Linked DNA regions of Hordeum vulgare: region 2 is linked to region 1. A link is a contact called in public Hi-C data. All regions are on one chromosome and are shown on one strand. Each heading gives the region's core, a stretch centred on a gene start, on an enhancer-like site or on the middle of the called end of the contact. The rest is flanking DNA. Distances are from core to core; before and after follow the strand shown.

Region 1 (3,031 bases), core at 235-2,734:
GAATCGGCAGGAGGTGGCGCCAGAAGGAGGCGAGCAGCAGCAGGAATCGGCAGGCGACGGTGCCAGAAGGAGGCGAGCAGCAGCAGGAATCGGCAGGCGGCGGCGCTGGACGGGGCGAGCGGTGACAGGCACCAACAGGCGAGCGGCGGCAGATCACGCCATGAGCCGCAAGATTGGCTCGCCCATGCCCAGCCAGGAGATCTGATCTTCCATGCGCAGTTCGAGCATTTCCTTTCTTTTTGTTCTCTCAGATCGGAAAGGCAGGGCGGCAGGACAGCAAACCAGCAGCAGATAGCGGCGTGATAGCAAGCCAGCAGCGGCAAGCAGCGTTGTGGATTTTTAGTTTAGCACTCCAATCCAACTTGTTCGTTGTAAATTTGTTTGTCACATAGTAGAGAACTAATACTAGTAGTTTATTTTCCGAATGAAAACGAGAGTTTAATTGACAGGCAATAGGTAAGTTGGATCAAATTCATTCAATTTATCACAGAAACCAAACACTGAAATAGAACCGTTCCATTCCATCTAATTACACTTTACCAAAAGTAGGAACAGAACCGACCCATTCCGGTGGAATGTAACCATGACATTCCATTCCACTTGGTTCCTGAACCAAGCACACCCTAAGAATACCATTTTACCCTTTAAAACAGGGCACTCGGTTTTTAAGGCAGTAATGGAAGAGTAGGTTGGACCGTTGGAGTATGATAAAGCTTATCCATTGGATTGACATAGAAGAACTCCTAGGTTACAAGTCATCTTATATCTTAACTAAACAAACTAGTATAATTTCGTCTGAGCCAAGATGAATCCCATAGAACAGGAATTCGCACCCACAGAAAAATAACACCTCACATATGGAAACATTTATGGAATATACTATTTTTTGGTAAGATATGGTCAAGCTCCGCCCCTCATTCGCCCAGGGGTATTATCTTGGCAGAAATTTGGAAGGTGCTTTTCCAATCCCCCCAAATGCCAATTTTAAGTTTGTGAGAGAAGGCTATCAAGGGCTCCCGAAATGACCAGCAACAATAAACTGAAAATCAACCCTCCTCTAGAGCCTGTAATCCCTAACTACAACTGATTGGATAGTAAGCAAACGGAGAGGGGCGAGGCAGTGGCGCTACCTTGAGGAGATGGAGGCGGTGGGTCGGAGGAGGGCGGCAAGGGTCCGGCAGCGCTTCGGCAGCGGAGGCTGAGCCAAGAACGGCAGACACGGTCCAAGGCGAAAGTAGAAACCGGGCCTGCTGCTGGTGGTAGTGGCTTGAAGCGGAGGCGGGAGGGACAGACTGGTGGGAGGGCGGAGGAGGTGCCGGTGGAGGTGGAGAAGGGGAGTGGTAGGAGACGAGGGGAGCTCGTCGTCGCCATCGGTGAGAGGTGGTATGTTGCTAGGTTGGAGTAGGAGGCAGCCAGGGAGGGAAAGGAGGGGCAGCACGGCTGAACGTACCTTCTTGTGTGGTGCGCCCGCTGTTCCCCATTCCGGCTCTATCATAGTCGAAAGTTCCTGAAAAGGTTATCCAAAATAACTACTCCCTTCACCCACGTATATATATATATGGCCTAATACGTATTTTAAGGTTGCTATTGATTATTGGTAAATATATATAAGATATATGATATAAAATTAATATCATTAGAAACTCCCTTCTCTCACGATTTTTACTCTAACATGTGATCAAACTTAAACTCGAAAATCGTATTAGGCCTTGTGTATACGGATAGAGAGACTAAGAACTTTGTTTCAAGTCAAATCTTTTTAAGTTCATCACTTTTGCAGAAAATATATTAACATTTACTTTAACATGTGATCAAACTTAACCTGTAAAATTGTATTAGGCCTTGTATGTACGAATAGAGGGACTAAGAACTTTGTTTTAAGTCAAACCTTTTTAAGTTTACCACTTTTACAGAAAATATATTAATATTTACCACATCAAATACATATATTAGGATAATATTTTTATTTTTATGGCTTGAAGCGGAGGAACTAAACCTCGAAGCATGCTCGGATACCGTTAAACATGACTTCTATGAGGCATTCAACAAGCTCTACACCATGAATGGGAGGGGTTTCCCAAAGCTCAATGAGGCACTTCTCACCCTTCTCCCGAAGAGGACGGACGCACAATCCCTATCCGAGTACCGTCCGGTCAGTCTCATACACCTCTTTGGAAAGCTTGTCGCAAAAGTTCTCGCCCTAAGGCTCGTGCCTAGGCTTGCTACGATGGTTTCCACTAACCAGAGGGCCTTCATCGCAGCTAGATGCATCCACGACAACTTCCTCTTGGTGCAGCAAACAACTCTGCTGTTGCACAACCTCAAGGCGTCACGCGTGCTACTCAAGCTGGACATTGCGCGCGCCTTCGACTGCGTTTCGTGGCCCTTCATCCTACAGATCCTCGAGCACCTTGGCTTTGGACCCCGCTGGTGCCAGTGGATCTATATTCTGCTCTCCATGGCTTCCACGCGAGTACTCATAAATGGACACCAAGGGCCTCCAATCGGGCATGCTCACGTCTCGCGTCAAGGTGACCCGGTTTCCCTGATGCTCTTCACACTGATCATTGACATGCTCAACACCATGCTGCTACGGGTCGTTGATGACGGACTCCTCCAGCGCATCACTGCGAGGCACGTGACCTTGAGCATATCACTATACACGGACGACGTCGTCATCTTCTACCACATCGACCGACACGACATCAATATTGTGCGTGAGATACTACATCTCTTCGGGAAAGCTTCCAGTCTCCACACGAACTTCAGCAAATGTTGTGTCACCCCAATCCATTGCGCCGATGAGCAGATCGCCACAATCGCGACTTATATGCGCTGCCCGGTGACCCAATTTCCCATCACCCACCTTGGTCTGCCCCTACCCATTCATAAGGCCTCTACCACGAGTCTACTACCCCTATTCAAGAAACTTGAGCGAAAGTTATCCACTTGGCAAGACTCTATGCTATCAAAGGGAGATCGCCTCGCACCGCTACGACATGTCATATGTGTTGGAAATATGCCCTAGAGG
Region 2 (3,113 bases), core at 81-2,580, 350 kb before region 1:
ATGAGGAATTATTCTTAATGTGTGCCGTGTGACAGTTCCTCATGATATATATAGCGAATAAGAAACATGCTGCATGGAATAATCAGTAAACTACATAAATAAATATACACTATGACCAAGTAGAACAACTTGAACAAGTCATGTGTTTTGTCATATTCAAGCATATCAATAATTTCTTGAAGAAAATAGAACTTTGTGACATTTTTCTTGCTCGAAGCATTTACAAAGTTGCTGATCAATGAGCGAAACAAACTAGTCAGAATCATCATAAAGGAAAAAAAAGGCTTCCAAAACATGTACGGTGTTCTGTTCAAGATATCCTTTCAAGAATATTAAGAAACGAATTCCGTATATATCCACTGCCAATCTTATCTACTCCCTCCATGTAAGAGCGTTTTTGACACCACACTGTCAACGCTCTTATATTATGGGACGGAGGGAGACCCATGCCTATACACTGTCAGTGATACTGTTGCAAATGAAATCCACATAGCTGTTCCTTTCATCATTGCACTAGCAACATTTGGGCAGAAACAATATCTGAAACCCAACACTCACCAATCTGTGCGCAGTGCAGAAGAGCCTGCCCAATTCCGGGCGCTCGTTCAGCGAGCCCCCACCGGTCCCGGCAGTACCGCACAGCCTCCCACACGGCGAGGCTGGCCAGCAACCCCAGTAGCGACACAGGCATCCGGTACCTGCACACATGCCGCCACAGACAGCAGCAGCAGCAGCTTTAATACTCCACCCGCACACACGGACATGCAAAGACAGGACAGATAACGAAACGAAGGCAGGGATGAAGGAAAAGAGGGTAGATGACAGCGGCGTACAGGCAGCAGGCGAAGACGAGGATGGATAGCGCGGCGTAGTTGCGGGCGTAGCGGCGGACGTTCTCCTGGACGCGGAGTCTGGCCTGGGTGGGGGTCGGGGGCCAGGAGTAGGAGGCGGCGCCGGGGGGGCCGATGAAGGCGAGGGACCAGGAGGGGGTGGGCGCGGCGAGGTCAGCGGCGGAGAGGCACGCAAAGGGGTTGAGCGAGAGGAGAGAGGCTAGGGTGCGCGCGAAGGCGAGGACCTCGGCGGCGGCGCCGGGCCCCGAGGAGGTGGATGCGGGGCTGGCGCGTGTGGGGGCGGCGGCGGCGGGTGCGGGGGCGGAGGAGTCGAGGAGGTCGAGGTAGCCGGAGTCGCGGAGCCAGCGGTCGAGAGCGGGGTCCGGTACGCTCAGCGAGAGGGGGTTGGGCTTGAACGACGACGACGACATGGCGCCGCTGGGCCGTACACGGTTAGCAGGACAGGGGCGGTGGTTGCTTTGCAGTGCGTTTCTCTTCTTCTTTTTATCAATCAACTTATATAAAGATCAGGAGCGAGTACGCCTGCGCCGTGGGGGACAAATTCGCTGCTTTGATTTACCACGACTTGATCCTATGTAGGGGTGAGCATATTAACCGATAGCTGATGTACGGAACCGAAAGAACCAGGACCAAAACCGAATAAACCGAAGCCGAAAAGTCAGGGTCCTAGGCTGACTCGGCCGGCTGGCCATGGAGGCCGAGCGCTCTGTCTCTCTACTTCCTCCGTTCCCAAATATAAGTCTTTGTAGAGATTTTACTAGTGCATTACATATGAATGTATATATACATACTTTAAAGTATAGATTCAATTATTTTGCTTCGTATATAGACCCTTAGTGAAATCGTTTAAAAGACTTATATTTAGGAACGGAGGGAGTATAATCCTAGCAATCACCCTATACAAAATAGGTTAATTGCACTACCACAGTTTGTGGTTTAGTACCATCTCGGACAACCACTAGGAAAGGTACCGCAGGGAAGACAATAAAAGATAGTAGTGGTACGAGCTAGCCATTCATTTCATCTACCGCTTCTACTGACACGTACAGGCTGGCTAGAAAGGAAAATAACATCTTGCGCCTAAACTTTCGGGTTGTTCGGTCAGAACCGATCATAGAACCGAGTTTTCGGTTTAAAAAATGTCGGTTACCTACTTCTGTTCGAACCAATCTGTCTGCATTTTCAGAAAACCGGAAAGTTTGTTAACACGGAAAACCGAACCGAAAGCTTCGGTTAAACCGAATGCCCAGTCCTGATCCTATGTACCCATCAGCTATTTAAAACTGGGGAGCACCTGTTTGGTCGTTCCAACATTTTGTATTGCATCTCCGTCCGTTCTAAAAGCGAAGCCGTGCGAAGGGGAACCTAACGAACACTTAGGCCTTGTTTGGCATAAGTGGTTTTCAAGCCCTAAGGAGGTGGGGATTCTAGGGGATTTGGTGAATCCCTCTCTTTCACCCAATCCTCTTGAATCCCCATTGCACGAGTTCCCCTAGCCCCCCCTCGATGCTTCAAAACCACATGGTTTGAGGTGGATTTCAGTGGATTGAAGGGGTTTGCTCACCACAAACCCTGTCCGTCAAATGGACATACAGGGAATCGTGAGGTTTCTGGCCCCCTCGAGGATATATAATCCCCTAGAAACCTCCCCAAACCATGCGCACGAAACAAGGCCGTAAGAGCATCTTCAGCCCTCCCCCTCCCCCTCAACGACCTGAAATAGCGTCGCTGGGAGGCGAACCGACGTTAAATTTGTGGGGCTGGGTCGTCTCCCAGCCGACGCTTTCGACCCTATTTTGACGCAAATCCGGTCCAAGTTTGACCTAAATTTGACTCACTTTCGACATAAATTCAACAAAAACAATTTTTTTATGACAAAGTTTATAACATAAATCAATACAAATTAAATAGTTCAACGAAGGAAGCTCATAATTCAAACACAAATTAAAATAAATCGAACTAGGCGTTGCCCTTGAGCCTTCATAGGTGCTCCACGAGATCGTCCTGCAGTTCTTGATGCACTCGTGGGTCTCAGATCTCCTTGCACATATTAAGGAAGGCAACCCATGTTGCCGGTACCTGGTGATCAACAACCGCAAGAGGACCCGCCTGAAATATGGTTCAGCGTCAAACACTCGCTCTTCCTGCTCGCTCTCAATGATCATGTTGTGCAAGATGACACAACAATTCATCACCTCCCACATATGAGATTTTGACCATGTTAGAGCGGGGTACTAGACAACAGCAAATTGAGATTAAAGC

The links. A called contact is a pair of places that touch in the nucleus more often than the background predicts.
Region 2: a contact with region 1 is called in a Hi-C map of leaf, with 2.7 times the contacts expected there. The contact joins the promoter of LOC123398085 here to the promoter of LOC123398675 in region 1. A contact is called at or near these places in 2 of 6 Hi-C or Micro-C datasets (leaf and seedling).

Annotation. Positions count from the first base shown.
Region 1 is chr5H:357,214,105-357,217,135 of MorexV3_pseudomolecules_assembly, reverse strand. It overlaps LOC123398675, which reads right to left and starts at 1,484. Exons shown (of 2, transcript XM_045093122.1): 1 at 1,131-1,484. The coding sequence starts at 1,371.
Region 2 is chr5H:357,568,043-357,571,155 of MorexV3_pseudomolecules_assembly, reverse strand. LOC123398085 (PRA1 family protein H) reads right to left here and starts at 1,330. Exons shown (of 4, transcript XM_045092593.1): 1 at 834-1,330; 2 at 559-698. The coding sequence starts at 1,261.